2 separate regions of the Mus musculus genome follow, and region 1 is linked to region 2. Evidence: chromatin contacts called from public Hi-C data. All regions are on one chromosome and are shown on one strand. The core of a region is the stretch at or near the end of the contact, and the rest is flanking DNA. Distances in the headings are between cores, read along the strand shown. Region 1 holds the start of Gpx2 (glutathione peroxidase 2). Region 2 overlaps Sptb (spectrin beta, erythrocytic).

Region 1 (6,410 bases), core at 3,018-5,517, 100 kb before region 2:
CTTGTCTGTGTGTCCTGCCAAGCGCTGCTACTGCAGTTCCTTCCTTTTTTCCTTCCTGATTCTGCCTAAGGGAATGGACCCAGGCTCTGCCCCAGGGAGGACTGTTCACCCTGCTCCGGGGTGGGCTGAAGGCTAAGGGTGCTTCTTCCTCCTTGTGCCGTGGGCTGCCTCCCCAGTGGCCTGGGAAGGTAGAGCACTGAGGTAGGAAGGAAACACTACTAGGTGGCCCTCAAGCCTGGACTGGCCTCTTCTGCCTTTGCCTTCTGCTGACGTTCTGGCCTTGCCTGGCTGCCTCTGTGCCTCTGTGAGGAACTGAGTCCAGAGGCAGGCACAGCAGAGAAGGAAAACGAAAGAAACGATGGGGTGGCAGGGATTAAGTCACCTCTGTTCTCTACCTCCCATGCCTCTCTCCTCACCTGGATTCACAAATTTAAAGATGGGGATCGAGGTCTGAGGACACCAAAGGGCAAGGGGAGCCCTGGGGTCAGATACTGTATAGTCAGCTGTGAACTCCAGATAGAGGCAAGAGCGGATGCGAAGGGCGGGCTCCTAGAACCAGGGTTAGAGCAAGAGCAGAGGGAGCTTCGCAGAACAGCGAGTGCTGTGGCGACTACAGGGCATCAGAGGTGACAAGTAATCAACCACTCCTCTTTCACTGAACCCAGCCTTAGGGAGTTAGGGTTTCCCCAGAGTCTGGACAACAGGCCTTAAGACAAGGGAAGAGAAGGGTGGGTATGATGGAAATACTTGGTGCTGTTCTGCCTTCCAGGACTCCCTCCCCCTGGTTCCCTTATTTCTAAGTCGGCTTTGCCAACTGCTGTGTGGCTACCAAGGGAGGGAAAGAGACACCCTCCTCCAGAGTTCTATGCTCAGGAAGTTTCTTTAACCCTGTGGTTCAAGAGTAGCTTGAAGGAGGCCCCTGAAAAACAAACAAACAAACAAACAAACAAAGCCAACCCTGGTAGGGTTCATCCTTACATTCCCAAGGTGGGAGGAGCTCAGGTAAGAGAAGAGTCCCAAGATGCACTTCAAGCCTGGGGCTGGAGCCAAAGCAGAGGAAGAACTAGGCACTGACCGAGCATTCAAGGACCAAGGTCCTTTCAAATCCAGGGCACAGCTGTGATGACAGAGAGCCCCACACCTCTTTAGTCCTCTAAAAAGGGAGATGGGGGTGAAATCAATGGGGATTTCTCCCTGACTTAGCAAACAAGGAAGCAGGCAGAAGAGAACAGCTCAGGATTTACTGGTGGAGGGAAAAGGAGCCGGGAACAATAGTCCATTGTTCGCTAAAGAGAAACAGTGTTGTGAAGACTGGACCATGACTGGCTGAGGTGGCTTCCTTGGGGACTGACTCCTGGGTAGTAGTAAGCCTTCGGTAGCAGACCTGCCTTCAGCCAGGGACCTGAGGGGAGCTTCTACAGGGCACAGGCTGTCCCAAGTGTCACTGTCTTGTCCCAGCCTCTTAAGAAAGGACTTGATTTTTTTTATTACCTTGAGGATTCTGGGAGGGAATTCGGGGCTGTGACTCTGTACCGTGGTCACCCTGAAGTATAGCAACAGAAGGAGGCTGGGCTATGAAGAACACCTGTGCTTGCTCTGTTCTGGAGTTTGCCTCACCCTAACTGCCAGTCTGGGATGTGGCTTGGGCTGTGTCATTGGCCTTGACTGTTCAGCAGGCTTTCCTGGCCTGTCTGCCCATGACCTGAGATCAACTCACCCTGGTACACCACCTGAGTCCCACTATCTCCCTGTGATGGGTGACCTTTGTGTACTGTGTCTTGGGTCCATTATATGAATTGTGAGCAGGGTTCATCTATTTTAAACACAAATGTTTACAAAATAAAGAATATTTCAAACCATAGGTGTGTGGGTCTGTATGAATCTCTGTGAGGGACAAAGTATTATCAGGACATTGATGGTGACATGGGAGACAGTGAAACTGAGAGAAGAGGTCCTAGAATCCTAAAGCCCAGAATGACAAGGGACCTGGTGAGCTTTATCTGTCTTCCTTAGTGACATCTGCAGAAGAGCCCAAAGCAACCCACCCCCCACCCCCACTGCCCACCTGTGAGCTCACAGGAGCAAGGGGAGGACTAGGAGAAAGGTGGGCAACATGGGGATCTTTAAATCCAAGATGGTGGCTGGCCATGTGTTATAGCTAGATCAGAAAAGTCCTTCCTGGAGGCATTAGGAAGGATTGTTTCAGATTCACTGGAACAGAGCAAGCACGGGCGTTCTCTGTATTCCAGATAGCCCATCCCATGAGATAGCCCATGGGAGCCTAGGTTGGATTGGAACCTAGGAAGGTGAGGTGTTGGCAGTATGGAGATGCTGGAGACAGCCGAGGTGGGCAGGAGGATGAGGGAAGGAGTGAAACAGCAAGGAAGTGGCAGTCCTAAATCCGAGCACTTGCCTGATTCTGAACACTTGCTGTGCGGGAAGGAGTGGTTATCTTTATGAGTCCAACAGATAAGGAAGCAGATTCTCAGAGAGCTTTAAAGACTTCACCCAAGAGTTCCAAGGAAATAGCAGAGTTATAAATAAAAGTCAGTGCCCTGGACTTCCTAGAACCCAGAGTAGAGATAGTAAAGCTTTGGAATATCTATCTAGAAAGTTCTCTATAAGCAATTCTTTTACAGTCAGAACCGAGATCCGCCCACCTACTATGACTAAGGACAAGCACTCTGCTGCAGAAAGCCACAGGGAAAGCAAGCTTTGTTAGTGCGTACCCAAAGTCTTAAGCCTCTGGAAAGTGGAGGCAATGTGTACACCTGCAGACAGATATTTTAGGAATATCTTAATGGTTTTACTCAGCAGTAAGAAGTGAGCCTCCAGGAGACCCGTGAGGGCTCTAGGTCTTCTTGAAGAAGTATGAAGCCACTCCAGACTCAGGACTTGCCTGAAGAGGGCTTACAAAGAGGCAGCAAAGAAAAGCATCCTTCTCTCTGGAAGCCCCGGGTGCTGGAGGAAGCTCTAGAGGGCGGAGGAACCTGGCAGGTTACTATCAAGTTCTTATTTACACCATTGCCAAGTCCCTCTGACTCTGTAGCTTGGTAGCAATAGTCACTGGCTGTGCCTAGGGATTCTGTCATGCCCTCAGAAGAATTAAGTTCTTGCCACCATTTATGGCATCGAAAGACTCCATTCCCACTTGGATAATGGAAACTTGTTCTTAGGGAGCTGTCAGACAATGAGCTCCACACCCTTAAACAAGCTATGCAGCAGAAGTGAAGGCACTCCCGGGAAGTAGTTTCTTTGTCTCCCAACAAATCAGATCCGGAAGGCTGGGTGCCACTCTTGCTGACTCTCTTCTAGGAGACAGCTCTCACTGGATAGGAAAACATTTGCCTTATTAAAATAGCCAGGATAAACCCAATGGTTAGTTTTACTGATGGGGGAAATCAAGGGTTTCTGAAAAGTTCCTGATTCAGTTAGCTCATGCTTGGACCGTGGAGTGGCATTATGGTCTTTTCAGCTGCTGAGCTCCCAAGAGTGGGCTCCGATGACAGCCCTCAGCAGGCCAGAGATCGCCCATCATACATGGCTGGCTTTGAGGATGTCTTAGTGGCCTACCTGGAACCGCAGCTGCTTTGCCTTCCTGCATGTCACCTCCTGTGAGGAGAGGGTCACACATTCACACAAGCCTCCTCCAAAAAGTCTCAGAGACTGAACCTGTCTGAGAGGGAGATAGGTACAGTTGTCTACCCAGAATTTTACCATCCATTCTGAGGGTCCTGATCACTAAGTCAGCAAGGACTCCATCCTCATGACTGGCTTGGGAATGGAGAGCGGAGGTGGATGTCCTAATGTAGGACATGCTACAGTACAGGGACAAAGACCCCAGTGTTCTCCAGGACAAGGAACATCATTCACTAAAAGGCTTCCTAAGACAAACACATCTTCGTCCCTCTGCCTGGTGCAAACTGAGGCACTGGAAAACAACACACTCTCCTCCCAAGGGTCCCTTTGATTCCACTTGAGAATTCAGACCCAAGCATATCTTGTCTCCCACAACTCAGAGACTGATGCTCTAATAAATGTGTTGAGACAGATGTCTGTGCCAGGCAAAATCAACTTGCTGGGGCAAGCAGAAGTCAATCTTGCATCCTCCCTCCCTTCTTTCCTCCCCACTTGACCTTTATGGCTCTGGTTTCCAGCAAGGAGTGAATTATTCACATCTGCTCACAGATATCAAATTGGCCCTTTCCAGGTTGCCAGTGGGGTGGGGCAGAAGGTGGCTTTGTTCAGTGGCAGTAAGTGGGAGGAGCTACAGCCTTGTTCAAACAGTTCACAGGTGGGTACCTGTTTTTTGCTAAGTCATCCCGGGAATGCTCAAAGGCCCTTTGTGAAGTCCTTTCGGTCTTCTCCGGCTCCTCCTTTCTTCCCACCGGTCTAAAGGACTTAAGGAGGCTCACAGAGCAGGGCAGGGCTCACTGCTCTTCAGCATGGCTTACATTGCCAAGTCGTTCTACGATCTCAGTGCCGTTGGCCTGGATGGGGAGAAGATAGACTTCAATACGTTCAGAGGCAGGGCTGTGCTGATTGAGAATGTGGCGTCACTCTGAGGAACAACTACCCGGGACTACAACCAGCTCAATGAGCTGCAATGTCGCTTTCCCAGGCGCCTGGTAGTTCTCGGCTTCCCTTGCAACCAGTTCGGACATCAGGTGAGGAGTTCCTTGGGTTCTATCCAAGGAGTTGATGGACAGAGCTTGAGTGGAAGAAAGGGTTGAGTGTGTCTTGGGATATCTGGACTTGAAGGGCATGCTGCATCAATTGAGGTCTAGGTGAATGTAAAACATCACAGGGAAGAAGTAGATATGGTCTAAGAGTAAGCATTGAGGGTGTGCCTTTTAGTACTGTCTTTCCAAAATGAGGGTTGCTTCCAGGTCTCTCCACTGTGTCTTTGAGTACTTCATTAGTTACTTGTTGAACAAATGAGTGGAGAAAATAGGTTAAGAATCACTACGTTGGCATGGAGGGACATTCCTGTACTCCTAGGATTGATGTGAGTTTGGCACTAACCTGGGCTTACCAGCAAGGTCTCAAAAAAATCACTGTGCATACAGCTCAGTGGGTAGATTACTTGCCCAGCCTATGTGAAACCATGGGTTTGATCCTAAGTGTTGCATAAGCCAGCTGTGATAGCTTACCTCTAATCCCAGCACTTGGAAGATGGAGACAGGAAGGTCAGAAATTCAAGGTGATCCCCTGACTATAGCAAATATGAACCTGAAGAACTCGTCTTAGACAAACAATTGGGATTGAGATGTCGGTGACTTGGGAGTCCTTACTTAGTTCCGGTTGCCTTGGTTCAATGCTTTAATGGCTCTGAGACCATTGAGAGAGGTGGCTTAGTTTTCTGTTTGAGTTTCCACATGTGTTGGTTTAATAGAAGTTGACTTAGCTCATAAGTTTACTGTGAGGCTCATGGCATAAGACACATGAAAAGTAAGGAGAGAGATGTGGAAATAGTGTGCGAGTATTATTTAAAGGCTTGTTTCTAATCAGCAAGCTGGAAAAGGAATATGGGAGAAGGGAAAGGTCCGAAGCGTGCACTCACCTCCTCTGGACATCACGTGCGCCTTCTGTCTCTGAATAACAGGTCAGATTCTTACAGAGCTTCAGCATGCACGCCTCAAGCTATCTTTTAGGGATTCTGTTTCTCTTTATGATTTAACTGTACTAGCAAGCCAGGTGTCCCTAAGTGGACTCTCTAATTAGAGTCGTCATAGTTCAAATTGCAGTGGCAGGAAGGTACACAGGAAGGATGTCTGGGACATACACAGGAAGGATGGCTGAGATAAACCAGAGACCCAGCCATCACTATGCTCACAGGTCCTTCCCCCTGAAGCCTCTGTTCAGACTTTGCCGGGGAGAGACAGGAAGGGCTAAACCCCATTGGAGGTGTTTCTCAACCCAGGAGATGCCTCTGGCCTTACACCTCACTTGTGGCTGGCTGGCTGGCTGGCTGGCTGCTGAAAGGAGTCATAACTCAATATCTACAGAGCCAGAGCACAATCAGGGCAGAGGAAAGGGAAAATGGTAGGTTGTGTGCAAGCATGCACATTTGTGGACATCACATCATTGTGGGTCCTGGACTAATTAAACCTTAACTGACAACTTTTACCAACAGCAGGTAGAAGTGCCTCCTTTCCTTCTCTTCCCTGATCTCAAGGTTCCTTAAAGCACCAAACACCATTATGTTAATTGCCCAGGGTAGATTAGGGCCTGAAGCAACTGTTAAAAAGTGCTGAATCTCTAACTACATTTGTTTGTTTGTTTGCTTGTTTATTGGAATGTGTGTGAGGGTGTGCACACACCACAGTGCATGGATAGAGGTTAGAGCACAATTTGTGAGAGTGGACTCTCCTTAAATCATGTGGTATTCCCTGGCCTCCAAAGTTTTG
Region 2 (6,064 bases), core at 1,667-4,166:
CGGAAATATTGCTTGGTGCAGTGGTCTCCCTGACTCCCATAGGCTGTGAGCATTCTCTCTCTGAAACTAGGTTCCACCTTAGGGTCTGCCACTGGGCTCCCCGGTCCTCTCTTATCATACTTAGCCTTAATGGTCTTTTTTGGTCCATTTCTTTCTATGAGCTATTAATGATTGGGGTCTCCAGTGCATCTCCAGCCTGATCTCTAGCCTCAGTTTCCCTCCCTGGTTGTGTAGCGCAGCCTTCTCCTGGCTGCCATCATTTGCTGTATTAAGATGCCTCTTTTCCCTGTTACATGGGACCCCTCAGCTTCAGCCCAGGCCCTGCCCCCTGCCTTTTGCTGAAGGTTCCTTGCTTTCCGTCTCCCTAAATGACAACCTCAGCAACATTTTTGCGTATCTGTTCTTTCAAACTCTCGCATCCACATGGCTGCTGGCTTCTGTTCAGTTTTTCTTCTCCAATTTCCAGATTATTTTTTGTGTTGCAGTGTCCGCTGGTGTGTTATGTTTGAATAACTGGCTTTCTGTCTATAACTTTTCAATCTGTGTCATACCCTGACCTTGGAGTTATTTTTAAAAATAGGAGTCTGACCAAGTTATTTAACTGTCAAAGTTCTTAGGTTCTCAGGAGAGGCAGTGGTGGCGCACGCCTTTAATCCCAGCACCCGGGAGGCAGAGGCAGGCGGATTTCTGAGTTTGAGGCCAGCCTGGTCTACAGTGTGAGTTCCAGGACAGCCAGGGATATACAGAGAAACCCTGTCTCGAAAAACCAAAACCAACCAAACAAACAAAAAAACCATTAGGTTCTCTGTTGCCCCCAAATACAATTTAAAGAGGAAAGGTTATGGATACAGCTCACTGATAGAGACTTACCTAGCATGCGTCTCTGAGTTCAACTCCCAGTGAAGAAATATAAAGTTAAGTGGACCGACAGGGACCTTTCCAGTCTGTGGCTGCCTCTCTTGGCTTCATCCCCTCTCCCTTTACCCACCCTGGGTGCCTATGATTTGCTCAACTGGAGATACATTCCCATGCCTGTGTTTCTGCTGCTGTCTAGTCCTGAAGTGTGTCTTTTGTCTGCCATGTACTCGGTGTTGTGTATGTTCTGACGCTGCTTGGTCCTGTGAAGGATTCTGCTAGGTTATGAGTCCCTTGAAGAACTGACATTGTCTTGTTCCCATGGAGACTCTGGTGCCCGACCGACTCACTCCCTGGCTCACGGGTGATAGTCTAGAAATGCTGCCCGAATTGGGTAATTTCTGGAATATTCAGCACTGTGCTAAAACAAAGTAGACGCCTACGGAAGGGCTGGTGGAATTACTAGCTGTTCATGAGTGACGCTAAGAGGCGAGGACTGCTTCGTGGTGAGTGGTGGGGGCTCTTCCCACCTCAACCTCCTCCAGTGCTTTCCACCTATCAGGAGGAAAGGTAACAGCTGGTTTTAACAGGCCCCATCAGAACTCATCTGTTTATTCATCCGGCATACAGTCCCTCCCACCTCATTTTTCAGTGGCTGTTTGATGTTGACCCTCAGAATGCAGTGATGAAAGAGACTCTTTGATGGCCGCCCCAGATGCATCTATGTAAGATTTGTTTTATAAGGGGGAGGGGTTAAGGAACACATTTCAGGAAGAAAAAAAACCCCTCCCACATTCCTGTAGAGAAGTTTTGATTTCCTGGGTACATTGCTCGTCTGTAGACGAACGAAGCGGAAGCCATATTGTATAAAGCTGTAATGCTTAATTCTGCTTTCTTTTCTGCCTTACCCCAACACAAAGTGAGTTTCACCAATGGCTGGACTCACTAGCATTCTGCTTGCTCAGGCCTTTGGGTGTGTTTTTGTTTCCTTCAACAAAACTTTCTGTCATAGGCACACTCCCACTGCTGCCCCATTCTGTGCCTAGGGATTGGTAGGAGCTGCTGTTTGGCTGCCAAAGTCACTGAGTGGGGTGAGGCGGCCTCTATAAATATGTGTGTAGGGTCTGAGATGAGCCGATAAACAGAGGGCCTGTGTGATGGTGTCTTGAGGGCAGGAGGGAACTCGGCCAGGGTAGTCAGCTGGGATCTCAGTGTGTTCTGTCTGGGGGGCATAATAGAGAGGCTGGCAAGAAGCAGATATAGTGGTCAAAGAAGCAGATATAGTAGTGGTCAACACATTTAACCGTGTGAGAGTCGACTAAATGCATAGGAGCTTCTAGAAGGTCTAGGAAGCCATGAAAACCAGTAATCATCCTGCTGCAAGATGCTAGGTGCCACAGCAGAGGTCACCGGTCACAGTTCAGTGGCCAGTGGCTCGGCTGGGTATGGCTTTGAGGGACCGATCCTCTTCATGTTGGGAGATGGTTTCCTTTGTAGGCTGCTCTCTGGTCTCGATTCCCATTTAATCTGTAGGGTCCTACATATAAACTGAGTAGATCAAATCCTGTATGTGCCGACTGAAAACTGCGGGGATAGAAGAGGGTGCCTTTATTGTGTGGAGTTCTGAGAAGAATGGAGGTGTTTACAGGTGCAAGGACTGAGGCGTCAAGCCAAGAACTCTGGGAGAGGAAGTGAGTATCCTCCTCCAAGACAGAAACCCACACCTAGGAGGACAAACCAGGTCATTTGCATTGCAAAACTGGGTGAAGTCACTTTGCCCAGAGACTGGAAAAGTACTCAGCTGCCGTAGTCCAGCTGGGCTCCTCTCACCCAGGCTGCCTGAGCGCAGGGGGTGAGCATAGTAGAGACGTTAACACGGCTCTGCACTCTCAGTGTAGCAATTCGCTGGCAGCCTGGGCACGGCTGCTCTCACTGCTTCTGACCCAGAAAACACTCAGAAAATGACTGCAGTGAATCGCTCATCTTCAAGGTGAAGCTCTCAGGTTGGGGAGAGACGCAGACTGGTTCCCGAGGGTTAGATACTTCCTGCCTCTGCTGGGAGCCAGCTTTGTTTATACTGTGGCCCCGGAGGAAGTCGTTCTACATTTCACCCGGGCTCCACCAGCAAAGAGAGCCTTCTGCTTGTTTTGCATATGCCTAGCGCCTCCTCTGCAGGAGGGACAGAATGAATAGGGAGCTAAAAACTTCTGGCAGTCATAAGTCTTTGCAAACAGCGAAGTCTAGTGAGCAGCGCATTCAGCGTGTTTGGTTGGCAAGTGATCATTTCAGACTACATTTGCTTTCTCTGTCTATAAAACAGCAGGGATGCTTTCTTGTTGAATTGAGAAGAGGATGGAGATGAAGTTGCAGCTACGTTTTCTTTCTCAAAACCTGATACTTGAGACATCAGAACTCAAAGAAAGATGGGTCTATACATAAAATGTCCTCGCAAAGCACCTTGCATACTTAGCAGTACCCTTAAAACCATTCCTGAAAAACATCTGATTCCATTGTTGTTTGTTCCTTTTCTTTTCTTTTCTTTTCTTTTCTTTTCTTTTCTTTTCTTTTCTTTTCTTTTCTTTTCTTTTCTTTTCTTTTCTTTCTTTTTTTCCAAGACAGGGTTTCTCTGTATAGCCCTGGCTGTCCTGGAACTCACTCTGTAGACCAGGCTGGCCTTGAATTTAGAAATCCGCCTGCCTCTGCCTCCCAAGTGCTGGGATTAAAGGCATACTCCACCACTGCCAGACTGTTTGTTTCTTTTTAAATTTCTTCTTTTCTGAGCAGGGTGTGGTGGCGGCCTTTAATCCCAGCACTTGGGAGGCAGAGGCAGGCAGATTTCTGAGTTCAAGGCCAGCCTGGTCTACAGAGTGAGTTCCAGGACAGCCAGGGCTACACAGAGAAACCCTGTCTCGGGAAAAAAAAAAGTTTCTTCTTTCCTCCCCGCCCCTTTATTTTTAATTTTATGAGTGTGGGTGTCTTGCCTACATGCATGTCTATGCACCACATGTATGCTTGGTGCCTACGGAGCCCAGAAGAGAGCATCAGCTTTGCTGGACCTGGAGTGACAGATGATTTTTAGCTGTAGAACTCTGTACATGAGGCCCAGGTCCCGGCCTGCTCACCTGCTCACCTGGCCTCTTCTGTCTTTGTCTTTACAGTTTCTAACATTTGTGTGTGTGTGTGTGTGTGTGTGTGTGTTTGTGTGCTGGGGGTGGCATGTGCTACTGTGCTCATGTGGAGATCAGAGGACAACCTTGGGAGTCACTTCTCGCTTTCTGTCATGTAGCTATAGGAATGGCTAGTCTGGGTAAGCACCTTTACCTGACGATCATCTCTCGGACCCTGCCTCTACAATTATTTTTTAAATTTTTATTTATTTATTTTAGAAATTATAACATGAACAGATACCCATGATAAAAAGAAGCCAAGCGTGCAGAGTAGTACAGATGTTTTATTTGATATGACCACTACTGGCAATGTCTTGTATTTCCATGCTAGACATATGCACATAGCTACCAATTTGTGAATATTTGTGTAGGTGAATATCTGTGTGCATGTACATGTGTTTGTTCTTTTTCTTTTGATTTGTTGTTGTTGTTGTTTTTTATTTATTTATTTATTTATTTTTCCTTATTCTTTTGTTGAATCTCACTATGTAGTCCTGACCGGTTAGAACTCCCTCTGTAGACCAAGCTGGCCTTGAATTTATAGAGATCTGCCTCCTGGGAACTGGGATTAAAGGCGAGTGGCACCTTGGCCCGACATACTCATTCCTAACAGGTAGAGAGCACCTTTACATGATAGTCTTAGAAGAGAAGGCGGGACTATAGAATCTGAGTTCTAGATTCATGCTGTTAAAGTAAGAATCCCTACTTTTAGAAGTATCCAAGAAGGATATGGCTGACAAGGTCACATGACCCACACACTTGGAGAGCTCTGAGGCTCTGCCTTTATTTGTTTTTATCACTCACTCCTAACCCATGTGCCTGGCCTGCTACGAGCTTCAAGTTCCTTGACTCCTTTATTTGGCAAGACAAAGGATGAGATATCACCATTCCCATTTTACTGATGGGGAAGCTGAGGCTAGTCAGACTAGGTTTACTTGAGGTCATACAGTTGAATGCTAGGCTCCTGGAAATGTAAAAAAAAAAAAAAAAAAAACAAAGCATTTCAAATCTAGTTCCTTAGCACCGGCTGTTTTAAACATAGTAACTCACCATGAACACAGTAATGACACGGAGAGCTAAGTTGTGATGGGGCCAGGACAGATGTGGTGCCGGGAGGTGAGAGACAGTGGCCAGCTGCTCTCTGAGTGTGTTATCCTCCGGTATGTGCTAGGCTGTATGGGAAGGACAGAGGCGACTGATGTACATTCCCTGCTCTTGAGAGGCTTGTGGTGTGACATAAAGCAGAGCCGTGTCTTTTCCTGAGCTACAGCAAGCTCTAGGGGTTCAGGAAGCAAAACTGGTTTGGGCTAGGAACACAGAGAAGGCAGCCTTTGCCAAAGAGCATGAGGAACAAGTGGGAGAGCCGGCGTTTAACGGGCCAAATGGAATGCGTAGGTAAAGGATGAGTGAGGGGCCGGGCGTGGTGGCGCACGCCTTTAATCCCAGCACTTGGGAGGCAGAGGCAGGCGGATTTCTGAGTTGGAGGCCAGCCTGGTCTACAGAGTGAGTTCCAAGACAGCCAGGGCTATATAGAGAAACCCTGTCTCAAAAAAACAAAACAAAACAAAACAAAAGGATGAGTGAGAAGATGTCATGATGGAAGAATCCAAAGGTATGCTGAGGCCAGACCATAATAGTCCTTGACCTTGAGATTGACCAATGTCATGATGAAGGAATCCTAAACTGTGCTGAGGCTAGACCGTTAGAGTCTTTGACATAGAGACTGACCATGAATGACTTATAGATCCTTATGGTAGCACCAGAAGTTTTGAGAGACTGTTTTGAAGCTTTTAGCAGAGGATCATGGCTACTCATAGATCTTGAGCAAAGAGTGAACCTACTTTATCAGGGAGGTCATCTAATTCTGGACCAGGGAGGGAGGGAAGGAGGGAAAAGACACCTGTTTAGCCAGCCAGAGCAATGGATCAACCCTGATGATCAATGGGGTGACAGACGTTACAGTCAGATCACCTTCAATCCATGCAGTTGTGAACAGGGGATTGGTGTTTATTAGGATGTCATGGAGAAATGTACTGAGGGCC

The links. A called contact is a pair of places that touch in the nucleus more often than the background predicts.
Region 1: a Hi-C map of embryonic stem cells shows a contact between it and region 2, with 4 times the contacts expected there. The contact joins the promoter of Gpx2 here to the enhancer-like site in region 2. A contact is called at or near these places in 1 of 39 promoter capture datasets (maxillary cranial neural crest), 6 of 484 Hi-C or Micro-C datasets (CD4 T cells, embryonic stem cells and nephron progenitors) and 3 of 9 other capture datasets (adipose tissue, liver and pancreatic islet).

Annotation. Positions count from the first base shown.
Region 1 is chr12:76,793,411-76,799,820 of GRCm38.p6, reverse strand. It overlaps Gpx2 (glutathione peroxidase 2), which reads left to right and starts at 4,267. Exons shown (of 2, transcript NM_030677.2): 1 at 4,267-4,667. The coding sequence starts at 4,446. It overlaps Rab15 (RAB15, member RAS oncogene family), which reads left to right. Exons shown (of 7, transcript NM_134050.5): 7 at 1-1,861.
Region 2 is chr12:76,691,918-76,697,981 of GRCm38.p6, reverse strand. The region is part of intron 1 of Sptb (spectrin beta, erythrocytic); the gene reads left to right. Among named protein-coding and RNA genes, the nearest start is that of Sptb, 16 kb to the left of the region's middle. Within about 2 kb of position 2,916, at least 122 of the 459 cell types and tissues checked have an H3K27ac peak or open chromatin away from gene starts, as enhancers often do. A contact at or near this core is called in embryonic stem cells and pancreatic islet, where this site is marked.